2 separate regions of the Gossypium hirsutum genome follow, and region 1 is linked to region 2. The links are chromatin contacts, called in public Hi-C maps. All regions are on one chromosome and are shown on one strand. The core of a region is the stretch at or near the end of the contact, and the rest is flanking DNA. Distances in the headings are between cores, read along the strand shown.

What was found. A called contact is a pair of places that touch in the nucleus more often than the background predicts.
Region 1: a contact with region 2 is called in a Hi-C map of leaf, with 2.9 times the contacts expected there. The contact joins the promoter of LOC107952863 here to the promoter of LOC107952861 in region 2. A contact is called at or near these places in 3 of 34 Hi-C or Micro-C datasets (all in leaf).

Annotation. Positions count from the first base shown.
Region 1 is chrA07:47,079,744-47,086,998 of Gossypium_hirsutum_v2.1, reverse strand. It overlaps LOC107952863 (galacturonosyltransferase 8), which reads right to left and starts at 5,182. Exons shown (of 3, transcript XM_016888062.2): 1 at 4,533-5,182; 2 at 3,145-4,383; 3 at 2,266-2,805. The coding sequence starts at 4,712. The coding sequence ends at 2,530. LOC107952864 (cytochrome P450 CYP82D47) reads left to right here. Exons shown (of 2, transcript XM_016888063.2): 1 at 1-1,093; 2 at 1,412-2,179. The coding sequence starts at 134. The coding sequence ends at 2,044.
Region 2 is chrA07:46,887,807-46,894,699 of Gossypium_hirsutum_v2.1, reverse strand. It overlaps LOC107952861 (wound-induced basic protein), which reads right to left and starts at 2,715. Exons shown (of 2, transcript XM_016888061.2): 1 at 2,446-2,715; 2 at 1,525-1,751. The coding sequence starts at 2,516. The coding sequence ends at 1,679.

The DNA of each region.
Region 1 (7,255 bases), core at 3,933-6,432, 190 kb before region 2:
TTGTCATAAGGCCAAGCAGATTAGACTTGCAAGCATTGCTCCACCCCTTCTAAAGCCAAGCAATAAATCACCCTTAATCAGTTAATCTATTCTTACCACCCTCATCCCTGTCTCTCACTTTAGACCTCAAGTAATGGAATTCTCATATTCTGTAGCGGCAATTGCAGGGATTTTAGGATTGGTACTATTCTACAAACTATGGAGGCCGGGGACTCCAGGCGACCAAAGTAGGCACCTAGTGTTAGCCCCAGAACCTTCAGGAGCCTTTCCACTCATAGGGCACATGCTCCTCCTTCGCGGTCAACGAACCCTTGCTCATACCTGGGCTGCCATGGCTGATAAATATGGCCCTATCTTCACTTTCCGGCTTGGAGTGTTCCCTGCCCTTATAATTAGCAATCATGAAGCAGTCAAGGAGTGCTTCACTACCAACGACAGGGTATTAGCTAATCGTCCACGATCCAATGCGGGAATATACCTCGGCTACGATCATGCAGGCTTTGGCTTCGCTCCTTATGGAGAGTATTGGCGCCAGGTACGAAAACTAGCCATGGTTGAACTTCTCTCTACCCGTAGGCTTGAGACATTAAAGCACGTCCAAATCTCCGAGGTGAACGCATTTATCAAAGATTTGTACTTGTTTTGCATGTTAAACGAAGCAAATCCCAACCCAAAGTTGGTCATTAGTCAAAAACTTGAAGCCCTGACTTTGAATACGATCATGAGATTGATGGCGGGCAAGAGATATTTCTGGGACACCACCAATGGGGAAGATGATGAGGAAGCAGCACATGTGGCAAAAGTTATCAAAGATTTCATGTATGTTTCTGGACTTATATCTCCATCGGAAGTGGTACCGTTTCTAGGATGGATGGATTCCATGTTCATGGGACAAGTGAAATCCATGAAGCGTGTTGCAAGAGAAATAGATTCCATTGTTGGAGAATGGGTGGAGGAGCATAAACTAAAGAGGCTCAAGAGTGAAGCAAAACCAGACAACACTCCCGATTTCATCGACCTAATGCTATCTGCAATTGAGGAGGATTCCATGTTTGGCTACTCTCGAGAAACAATTATCAAGGCTAATGTAATGGTAATATTCTTTATTTCTACTCTTTGGACTGAAAACAAGACCCTTCGCCATACTACCTTCATTTTCCTTAACTTTCCTTTGACTTGGTCTTTAGAGTGGATTTCAGCATAGGATTTGCACCATACAATTGTATACAAGAAAATGACATTTTAGCTAACCCTTATTACTGTCAAGATTAAGCAGTTGAAAATTGGATGTTATTTACAAAGTTCAAAGGATGTACATTATGGCATTAGCTAGACATTTTAAAAATATCCCTTTGATGTAGTATTTACATTCAACCAGCTAAGTTGTCGAAAATTTTATTTTCTGGTGTAGAATTTATTCTTAGCAGGCTCAGACACAACATCCATTACACTGACATGGATATTGTCAAACTTGATGAACAACAGACATGCCTTAAAGTGTGCTCAAGAGGAGCTGGACCTCAAAGTTGGCAGGGACAAATGGGTTCAAGACTCTGATATTGAGAAACTAGTCTATCTCCAGGCTGTTGTCAAGGAAACATTGCGGCTATACCCACCAGGACCGATATCAGTTCCCCATGAGGCAAGTGAAGATTGTAGCATCGGTGGCTACCACGTTGGGAAGGGCACTCGTGTGATTGTAAACCTGTGGAAATTGCATCGGGACCCTCAGGTTTGGTCAAATCCTGATGTGTTTGAACCAGAAAGGTTTCTTACAAGCCATGCAGATGTAGATGTTCTGGGACAACATTTTGAGCTGATCCCATTTGGGTCTGGGCGACGATCTTGTCCAGGGATCACATTGGCATTGCAAATGACACACTTGACAATTGCCAGCATACTACAGGGGTTCGAGTTATCCACACCTTTTGGTGAGACAGTGGATATGAGTGAAGGGTTAGGCATTACCATGCCCAAGGCTACCCCACTTGAAGTTATCCTCAGTACACGCCTTCCTTCTGCAATGTATCTGCACAGGACCTAATCTTATAGATGACTGATAACTATGTAGGTTAGATAGCTCTCCTACTTATTTAGAGCCTCTTTTAGGCTCTAATAATGGAACTTCTTTACCATGTTTATAGCAGTTAGAATTGTATGAAAGATTTCCAGTTTTGAATGGGTATCTCTAGGCCTGTTCCCCTGCGTTGAATGATATTCTGAACCAACAGTTGGAAAGGAATAATGAAACAATATATACTGTACTTTAGACGACTAACAACTTGGAACATTATGATTACAGAATAATTTAACAGTTGAATATCAGCTTAATAATTTTAATTGCAACACCTGTATGAACAAACTAAAAGCAAGCATTCTAAAATTAATATAACTATGCTATGCTACGCTACACTGGAGTACAGTAGAGGCTAATTTCCTTCCACGCAGAATAACAATAGTCTGCTTAAGGTGAGGTTGAACTTCTTGTTAAACAAGCTCTTTTGTAGCTTGTGATCCTTTTTTTTTTATTTAGACACCGAAATTGCAGGCTTGGACGAACTCCAAATCAAAGTCAACATACTTACTCCAAAGAGGCTTGAACTGATTCATGGCAATATCTAGCCACGGCTTCATATTCCCATTGAAGTGCACCACCGCGGCATTGCGGATCTCATCCATGCTAATGCTTGGATTATAGCCGAGTCCAAGAACGTGCCATGACTTGTCTAACGGTTTCGTCGTGGAGTAAAATGTGATCAAACCAGGGGGCAATGTTCCCAATTTCCATAGAGTCCTATTCTCATTCTGCAAGCAAAACCAAGGGAATATGAAGCCAATTAGTCATAACCTCATCTACTATGGCCCAATAATAGTAGTGATAAAAAACAAAACAACAACATCAAACTATTAAAACCAGAAGCTGCTAGCATTTCCACATTAAATTTTGGCGTATTAATAGCTGCTATAGCAGTTTCAACAAAGTCAAAATAATATACTTTAGTTCAGCAACGGTTTACTCAAGCTAGACTATGGAACAAGCTGCATTATCTAATAGCATAAATCAAGCACCAAAAGTAGCATGAGAGACGCTACAAGGCATAATAAAGCAATCAGAAAAACAAAAGAGTGTCACTCGAAGCTTACCAGATTCTGCCAGTAATGATACTCCTCAGTACACTTTTCCCTCCTCCAAGCATCCAAATCAAAGAAATTCATGCCATAAGCCCAAGCACAGGCTTTGGGGTTAAACTTTTGCTTAATCAATGGATGCAAGAAATTCATATACTGTGCATACCGATGGAAAGACCCAAAACAAGTCTCTACTGCCCCATTCACTTTCCCATCCATATCAATCTTCCACAAGCCAGTCAAATCCTTCTGCACCACAATATCATCATCCAAAAACAATATCCTATGCAACTTGGGGTACATCTCCGGTAAATAAAACCTCAAATGATTCAAGATTGATAAATACTTGGGGTTCCTAAACTTCATGTTAGTCGTATCTTTCGTGGCATTCTCAAGCGTGTTCTCAAAATAAAACTTCTGGAGATTAGCCGATTCTAACTGTCTCAACACTGGAACATAGGATGAATTCAAAAACTTATAATCCTCTACCGCCTTCACTTCAATATGAGCTCCATTATAATCTTTCAATTTGAACATAACCTGCATTGCCCCAAGATTCATCTTGTCCGTCACCACATGGAAAACATGTTTCCATGGCTCTTTCGCGTTCTTCGTGGCTGAATTCACCACTACGGATGCAGCAAGAACGTTATCAGAAAAGATAGCGTAATGGTAAAGCTTCGGATCCTCGAATTCCGGAGGCATTGGTTTCCCTTCATCTGTATATTTGTCCGGATGCGAGATTCGTTCCTCCATCAACCTCATTGCCAAACAATGTAAGCTTTTTGGGATCGATTTAGCGGCGATAAGGCTGGAAAATGCGCCTTGCTTTTTGGCTTTGGTCAGTTGCTCGTTGACAGCAAAGATGGTGTCTTTTAGTTTCTGGATCTTCAATTGGTTATCGAAGGATTCCTTGGCTTCCGAGATCACTTGGCGCGTGGCTTTGATTCGCTCTTTGACTTCTTTCTCGAACTGTCGTAGCAAGGGCTCGTCAATGGAGAGCGAATCGGTTTCGAAGAGAGCCCGATAGGATGGTTTACTAATGAGATCCGAGTAGTTTCGAGATAGATCAGCGAAAACCCTAACAAGCTTCGAGTTTTCGAGCTTTAGCTTTCGAGCGTAGGAGGCGTAAGCGAGGACAAGAGAGCGGTGGTCGTCGGCTTGTTTCCGGATCTGATCCAGCCGGGGCTTGAGCGGATCGGATTTGAGTGCCAAAACGGACCTCCTTGTGGATCCAATTCCAGTGGAGAAACCCTATAAACACCAAAAGAAAAAGAAGAAAAAACAACGCCGTTCAATCAGTCACCCTGGAAATGTGCATTTCTCATCTTTTAATTGATCTTAGAATCAAAAAAGGGTGAAATTAAATGTCGAGTCAATAAAGTCAGTTAGTTAGGACTTACAAAGTTGGTTTGGAGATGAGGAGAATGAGAGTGAGAAGTAAAGAAAAAAGAAAGAAGAAAGAAGAAACAGAGTGCAACAGTAATGGCAGAAGCCAATAATCTAACAGTAAAGCCAAAACCTCCAAACATTGGGCTTCCGCCGCCGACGTCGATTCTTGATGTACGGTGGTGATTTGCCATCTTTCAAATCAATCACGGGGGCATCGAAATGAAAAACAGAAACAAAAGGATAATGATAAGGAGAGTTGAGAGGATAACGAATTTGGTGATGATGGTTTGGCACTGGCAGTCGCTCACTTTTTAATTGTTTGACAGTGTGAGAGTGTGTGTGTGTTTTTCTTTTTCTTTTTACCTAGATGGAGAGAGAGAGATCAATTAGGAAATGTATGGGGAGAGATCAACGGCTGTGATTTCGTTTAGTTAATTTGAGTGATAGCTGCCACTTGGAATCTGGCTAGCAAGAAACGCGGAATCCCGTCTGACTGTCACTTCCCAAGTTTTTCATTTACTTATCAATTTCAATTGCTTATTAGATTTTTCGTGTTTCTTAATAAAGGGTAAATCAGCTCAAATTGAAATGGAATCTGGGAAGGGTGATACAGCTTCAGTGGGAGAAAATGGTAGGAGATCCGCACAAAAAGGTTAGGCGGAGGCCGGAGGATCCATCGGATCTGGACAATCCTATTTAATGACAAAAGTATGAAAGTGGTGACGAATGATGTTCAAACAATGTCATGGAAAAATAAGCTTTTAGGTATCACAGTTGAAAGGATTAATTTGTAGAATGAAGAAGACTTTGAGTTACTCGAGTGTATGCAAAAAAAGAGATCGTTGATGGCATTCCTTCCATCACTTTCTCTGAACGAGTTCATCAATTTATTGCCAAGCGCATGGTCCAGACTATAGTCGTCAAATTGCTGGAAAGGAAAATTTCATACATTACCATGACCAATAGATTGCAAGCTATCTGGAAAACTAAACAGCCATTACAAGTTATTGACTTAGAGAACGATTATTTTTCGGTTAATTTTCAGGATGATGATGAATACTTTCATGCGGTGTCGGGCGGGCCTTGGACAATTTTTGGCCAATATCTCACCGTAAGGCCGTGGACACCTTCGTTCACAACAGATCGAGATTTTCCCACTAGTTTGCTGGTTTGGATCAAATTGCTTCGGCTGTCAGAGGGCATGTACATAAGAAGCCTTTTAAAATTCCTTGGAAGCACAATTGGCCCGGTTGCAAAGATAGACTGTAATAGCCCGATTTTGAACCTAGTCGGAACAGTGGTTTCGAAACTACAAATTCGAGGTCTAAGAAATTATTTTAATATTATTTTATGTGTCATAGCATGATTATATAAGTGCATAAAAATTTTGGTGAGTTAATTTTAGTGTTTGTGAGTTTAATTAAGAAAAAGGAAAAATCGCATAAAGGACAAAAGTTTTATTTTGCTAGCCAAATGTGTCAAATAGCTAGAGAACCATAATTGGGGGTCTTTAAAGTACAAATAGGCCTTTAAATTAGTGGTGGGAGACCATAGAGACAAAAAGAAGAAAGTTGTCAAAGTTAGGTGAGTTTTGGTGACTAAATTGACTAGAAATGAAATAAAATAAAGAGAGAATGATATCATCTTTTTCTCATCTTCTTCTCCACCGAAAATATCAGCAAATAAGGTGTTTTGAAAGCTCAAAAATATCAGCCACTTATATTCCTTGCAAGTAAGTGATTTAGATAGCCTTTCTTGATTTTTTTGCATTTTTAGGACCCTTATAGCATGAGCTTTCTAATAATGGGACTATTTTGCAAAATGGATGAAAGTTTAGGGTTTTGCCATGAAAGCATTTATGTTGTTAACTGAAATTTTATGGAAGAAAATGAATCTTGGTTGTTAAACAAACAACTTTTATGAAAGAGGTTTTCATGAAAACACCTAAATGGGCTATTTTGTAAAGTTTGTAAAATAGGTTGTATTTGTGTGAAATGTTTGAAATTTTTAGTTGCTATAGGTATAAAAAGAGTTCGGCTAGGCTTTATTAATGAGAAAACTCAATAAAAATTGATTTACGAGCCTAAAGGTAAAATCATAATTTTTGTAAAGTCTAAAGGCAAAACGGTCATTTTGCCAAATTGTTAATTGTAGAATATTCTTATTAATGTGATGATTAAATGATTGAAATGTTATTTTTATAGATCAAGAAATACGCAATCCGGACCTAGACCGGGAAAAAGCTAAGCAAGCGGATTAAATACAATTAGTCGCTTACATTTTGTGCATCGAGGTAAGTTGTACGTAAATAATGTAATTTATTTGTATTTATGTATTGTATAATTAATATGGCATAAATTGTGGATTATTCCTGTGAATGTGCATGGTGAGAACTGATGTAGCAGAGACTCCCAGTTGAACCTTAGGAATAATTTGGATATCCATGCCATGACATTGGGTGATGTGCATGCTAGCATAAGACCTGTTTGGGACATGGCATCGACCTCAAGATATACAAGCTAGTGTAAGACTTGTCTGGGACATGGCATCGGCTTGAGGTGTGTCAGTGTAAGAACTGTAACACCCCTTACCCGAGACCGCTTCCGGAGTCGAGCACGAGGCATTACTTAGCTTATCTTACCAATTCGGAGCATAAAAACTAGGTTTGAAAATTTATTTCATTATTCGCAGCAAATCTGTCCAATCGCGCAGCAGTTACTAAATTAATTATAAC
Region 2 (6,893 bases), core at 1,466-3,965:
TAGGTATTAGCTTTTACAAGCTTTTAAAGAATTTTGTGTTTACGTTTTGAGGGTTCTTATTTTGAGTTTTGGGGTTTAGTTTTGTCTCATCTTTTGTACGCTTTATTTTTTCTATTTTAGTGAAATTATCTTTACCCGTGATTTTTTTATCCTCTTCGAAAGTGTTTTTTCGTGTAAAATATTTGTGTTCAGGTTTTTTTTTTCAATTTTTTCTCTACTTTTTCTATTTTATTGTTTATATGAGTCTATCCCAACATTAATTATTAAAGTAACCATTAATCATCTTCAATTTAATTGGAGATAATCAAAATAACTTAAACTCCATTAATGAAAAAAACTTAAAAGCTTTGATTATAAAGTAGTCCAACTTAGTTTTTTTTTTATTATGAATGAAATTATTTCAAATTGATCAAGTGAAAACAATAAAATTACTTTAAAAAGTTATTTATCAGATGAGTTGCCACTTTTAACTTCAGCAGTAACCAAAAAACAGCATTTATGTCCTAACTTTAACCTCCTATGTTTCAAATAGTTTAATTAATTAAATTTTATAAAAAATATTTTTAAAAAACTTCAATCAAAATTTTTATAACATATTTGTAATTGTTTTTATCTATAATAAATTTTAAAATATAAAACATCAAAGTTGGAACATTCTGACCACTAAAAATCAAAATGTAACAACTTTAGTGGGACATGATTAATTTTTAATCTTATGATATATTTAAGATTTGAGTATTTGTTATTTTCGCATGAAAAATTATCGAAATAAGTTGGAATTTTCTTTGAGATACATTGAACACTTGAATAATTGTTATTTGTAGTTGAGTAAAAGAAATATAAGAAATTAATGATTTTAAAAGTGCTATCAACCAGTTTTACCAAAGGAACACCTTCAATCACTATAGTGAGTGATGGTGATTGAAACGATTAACCAAGCTACACAAATATGAAATAACACTGCTCTGCAATACCAATATTTCTACTTCCCAAAAGGCCAACTTGGTCATAACGATTGCCCTTACATTTAGGCCTTTCATCCCTCAAAGCCTATTTGTAGAAAAAACTACCAATCAAGCAACAAGCTATATCTCGAAACACAGAACCGGAAGGGAGATAACAGGGTAGAATCACAGTCAGGTCTAACTTTAAGAGGCACCCCTCATCCAAAAATACTAGCGAATGCTTTTAGGCTACCAATCCTTTGAACATCTCTAACCGATGTCACTACTATTGGATTTGCACTATGCTAACCTGATTGGCTTCCAGGCTGCATTAGTTGAAACACAGAGTAAGGCACCTACAAAGAGGCCTATAGTTGTCAAGCTATCATCTCCGGATATAACTCAAACAAAGTTGATAGCATACAAACCTATAACGGGTGCAAGCATTTTGCATAAAATCCGTATGCAACACACTTTATACAGGTGTCCCAAGATATTCCTACTCCTAAAGCCCACTCAAGCCTAAAACCTCAGATTTCTCGATAGATTTAATGTCCCTATCATACCAAAAAGTTAAATATCATCCACAAAGTTGAATATCATTCCATCTCAAAGAAGAAAAATCGTTGTGATAGTATTTGAATACATCAACAAGCATTTCCAATCTCGAACATATCAGAGTTCTAAGAACAACCATCCACCAACTTGCCATTCATACTAAACAAAAGCAGCTGTTACTCTGTCATGACAGGCTTATTCTCATTTGCTTTGGGTCTCTGTTCCTTAGGCTTCTGCTCCTCCATTTTTCTGAAAGGTCAAGCAAAAGTTACATCCAATTCAAACATTAGAAATATTCTAAAGAAAAAAACTCTCTCAAATAAGATTTTCAACTTTTAGATCCAAGATGGCAGATTGGACGATGATGCCGAAAACCGTACATCGACTTACTCATCATTCACAGCGTAGGACAAAAACATAATTTCTAGGAAGCAAATTGTAGCGCACTAATAGATTCCGGTAATGATGAGAAGCTAACGGTCCCTAGTATGAACTTAGAAGCACTAGGAGCCATAATTTCCAGAAGCATTTAGAGCCATATTCCTCCTAAATTCCGATAAAATCAATAACAAATAAACCATCTAGCTAAGTACCGTGCAAATAGAATAGAACCACAAATTTCACACAACTTATCCGATTCTAAACATCAGATTCATATCGTCTACAACCGAAAGCTTTCGCAAAACTTTTGTTCTAACCTGTCACCGGATCGTTCGAAAAACATATTTCAAACAACTGAAATAAACAAATTTCCCTTTTGAGTCTTGACCAATACCCCCATTAAAATAGCTTTCAGAGGTTAATCTTTATACAACAACCTTCATAACAAGAATTGCGCCATCGTTTCGTACTTATTCAATCCCAATGAATATAATCATCTTAACACAAAAATGAAACTAAAAACCCGAATAAAGAAAAAAGATAAGGAGAGAAAGAGACGAACCTCTTGTCGGAGGAGCCTCCCTTCTGGCTGAGGAAAGAGCGGAAGAGAGGAGAATTGACGTCGTAAATCATTTTCGAATGAAGGAAACCCTAGGTAGCTTAGGAAGCTCACGCAGCTGCTTCTACAACCTTCGCTGTTAGAACGATGTGAAGGAGGACTTAGGGTCTATTTAGAACCGCCCTTTATATTGAGATCGGCATTTTATTTGGTAATATTTTTATAATTATTATTGGGCTTTCGGCTTCCCCATTCAATCAAACCCAAGTGTCAGCTCTTTCTTTTGATTGAGTGTAAAAGTGAATAAATAAGACAAGCTAGTGAAAAAAAGGAAAGAAAGTAAATTTAAATGCGTTTAATTGGAAAGAAAAGTAATAGAAAAGAAAATAGAAGAGATTGATCAATTTTTATTCTAATACATGAAAATTAATTTTTCTAAATTGATAAGAGAGAATTGTATGTTAATTCAAAATTTTATATTTTTTAAATATTTTATTTTTAATTTATTTTTCAGCTCTAACAAACAAGGATAAAAAGAAAATTATTTTTTCTTTCTATTTTTTCATCTTTCTTACCAAACACACCAATAAAAAAATTTATGTTTTACATTCTCTTAGTTTTCTACTGTAACGCCTAGAATTTTCTTTATTATAGAAAATTAAATTAACAAGTGATTTAATTTAGTTTAATGGTTATATGATTTGTATGTATGTGTGAGATCTTAAGCTTAAATCCTACCTCTTGGAATTTTGTTAATTTTTTGTTCTATTCCTATCCTAATTATTTGGTTTAAATTTTATTTTGGGCAAACTATAATAAAATGAGTTTATTGGTTTGGTGGTAAAGTGCTTGTTAGTTATTTTTTGGGTTTTGTGTTTGAATCTTATGGTGCGCAAATGGAAAAAAAATTTGCTTAAGCTTTTGTTAAGTGTTAGAATTTAATTTAAATTCCATAAAATCCAGTGAATTAGGACTTGATTAAAATTGAATTATTTTAATTTGATTTTTTTTTTTAGTTATCACCCCTAGTTTTACTCCCACATTCAACCGTCCAACTTCTCCTATACCTCTGTCACTTTTTTCCCCTTTTCTTGCTTCATCTTCCTTTTGTTCTTTCTTTTTCTTTTTCTTTCACTTTTCTTTGAGTTTTTTTCGTTCATTTTTCTGTTAAATTTTGATTCCAGTCATCCTATCCTTTTCGATGTTCGTGTGTATTACTCCCAATTCGATCATAGTTCAAAGCAGAGTGTAAGCTCTGTCAAGATATTTTTCTATTATTTTAACCTTAATTTTGTTCTTCAACAAGATTGAGTTATAGGTATTTAGTTTTTTTTCCATGTTATGTTAAGTGTTTTCGTGATTTTGTTTAGTTAAAAGGGGTGAGAATCAAATTCCTCCAGCAGAGTAATTCCCGTTTTGGACTTTGTTTTCAAAGTAGTGAGTATTCGAATCTCGTTTTAGGAACTGAAATTTTGATAAAAGAATGTTATTTTAGATAAGTTTTTTTCTCGATTAATTAGGGTGATTTAATGAACGATTGCAGGATTTGTGAGTTTCGATTGAGGGATTGATAAAACCTAATATCAGGTGTGTGAAACTAACCCGAAATACTGCTCAAAACTTGAGAAAATTGCGAAACATTGGTTGTTTTCAAAACTACGTAGCGCCACACGACAGTGTGCCAAGCCATGTGGTGAACCGTGTGTGATTACATGGCTTAGATTGGTAGACCGTGTAGGCTGTTTTGGCCAAATTTAAGGCCCAATTAGGGGTCGAATAAGGGACTCAAAAATTGGATTCGTGGGCATCATGTAGACCTAAAAAAGTGTAAGTTTTAGTATGTATATACATAAGGATAAGCTTTAGAAGAATGTTAAGTATGTTTTATTGTGTGAAAATTATATGCTATGTTATGTTCCCTAAAAGAAAATATATGTGTATGCATGTTATAAGACTTATGATATATGTATTTATGTATAATATTATGACTATAATTCTATCTATGTTTTGGGGTGGGATATGATATGATGGAGAAAGTGTTATATGGCAGGTTTTACTGCAACTATGGCGGCTAGACCACAAAATTTCTGTTTGGCAGCTCAGTTGCATATTTATGAGTGACATGCTACCACATATAGGTGTGATTAGATGGATGGACACTTATAGTCCTAATTAGTGTGATTGGTGGGATGGAGATGGTGTGTAGCGGTTGGGGTAGGACATGATATGAGATATGATATGACATGGCATGAGTTATGATATGATAAGATATGAAACATGCTACAACATGATATGAAAACAGATATGATATGATACGATACGATATGATATATGATATGCTCCGATATGAAATCTGATATGCTATGATATATTCTGTTATATATATACTACAATATGTGGGCCAAATCACATACTGGGCGTTAAGCTCACGCATTTGTTTTTTCTGTTTCAAGTAATCCTCAGACATAGGATTGGATGACAACTCTAGAGCTCAGATTTAACTCTTTTGATTTAAGTATACATTGGACTCTCTTTTGTTTATATGGGCTTTTTGGACTTTTGGACATTTTAAATTGTTTAGGGCGTTAAAAACTATTTTGGTATTTATTTTGAAAAAGTTTTAACTTTTAATGATGCTTAAATCAAGATAACTAAAAATGAACCACGGTTATACGATCGATTTGTTATAATGCTTCCCGCTACAACTTTTATTGAAATTTGCTAAGATGTTTTATCTCACAAACAAAGTAAGTAAATTAAATACGTTTTGGTAAAACTAAAAAATGTGATTTTCTTCAATGTTCTCATGGGTTTTCAAAGAATGGTACGTCTTCAACAAGTTAATCAAACTTGATTTCTTTGAAGTTAAAGAGTATTTGCCAAAATAAATTAATATTGTTTCCACGTACAATGTAACCTCCACAATCCGACCATAATGTCCAGGTCGGGTTTGGGGCGTTACATTTGGTGGTATTAAAGTCAGGATGTAAAACTCGGGCTGTGTATAAGAACTCTAAACTGACCTTTTAATTTAAAATAAAATTTACTAAAATGACCTTTTAATTTTTGGGAAAGTGAAACAGAGACTTTGGCACCGATCCAAGTAAGAACTCTAAACTTTAGTTAAGCTTTAGATATACTTTTGTATATGACGCTTTAGTATAAGAAATTGCCTCTAGAGACTGTAGTGCTATAAAACACGCTCTAAATACTAATAAATACTCCGCTAAAAGTTTAAGATTAAAGTTTAAAAATTTAAATTGATTTATAAAATTTTGAAAATTGTAGATAAAATAATGAGTACTTGTGGATCTCGAGGACATGGTACCCATGGGTGCTATGGTCTTCGTCGAAGGGCTCGAGTCAAGTATGGTCTTTGCAAGAAGGCTCGAGTCAAGTCATCTTGGATGAATAGTATCTCCAATTGGATACAAGTGAAACTGTAGAAACTCCAAATACTGAGACTAGGTCTGAGGCTTAGACTGCCACGAACAACACACTGTCTCAAGTAATTTTGAGGGTTTTAGAGAGGGTCGCTGGGACCTATATTGGATCTTGAAGTCGAGGGTCAGTAACTGAATTACTCGAGTCTAATGGAGCTGAACTATTTAGGGGCGTCACTGGGGTCGCCCCGACTGTGGCCGAATATTAGTTGGTGGCCACAGAAAGGATAATGAATGATTTAGATTGCACCCTCGAACAGAAACTAAAGGGTGCAATATCTTTGCTTCGTAACGAGGCATATCAGTAGTGGTTAACAGTTGAAAAGGGTATTCAGCCTGAACGGTTAACTTGCAACTATTTTTGGAGTACCTTCTAAAATAAGTATGTGGGGGCAAGCTATGTTGAGGCCCATAGACACGAATTTATGGGGCTAACTCAAGGGGATAGATTGGTGGCCAAGTATGAGGTCGATTTTTTGAGATGAGTAGGTATGCTCGTAGTTTGATAGCCATTAATTACAATAAGAGCATTCATTTTGAGAAGGGTTTGAGGTACGACATCAAGGTTTTGATAGCTCCTTAGAGAAAGCAAGTCTTTGAAGCCTTAATAGGTAAGGAAAAAATTATTGAAGAAGTTAGGCACACTGAACGTGAGAAGAGGCAGAGGGAGAAGAGTCAAAATAAAAACAAAAGGTATTTGAGTCCTTCTAGTTATTCTCAGCGGCCTATGAAATAGGCCAGGTATGAGAAACCTCGCAGGCAGAGCCAGCTACCAAAGTTGAGTATGCTGTTAGGGTTGAGCAGGTACAGATTTTTGGGTTTTATAATAGGCATCATCTAGGATAATGTTGAAGAAGAATTTGGGCATGCTACAGATGTAGGTATACTAAGCATAAGATTAGCGAGTGCCCCAGTATGGTTGACCTAGTGCAGGCTCCGATTCAAAGTCAGATTCAGCCTTAAAGGGTTTTTCAATAGCCTACTAGAGGTCGTGGTCAAATGAGAGGT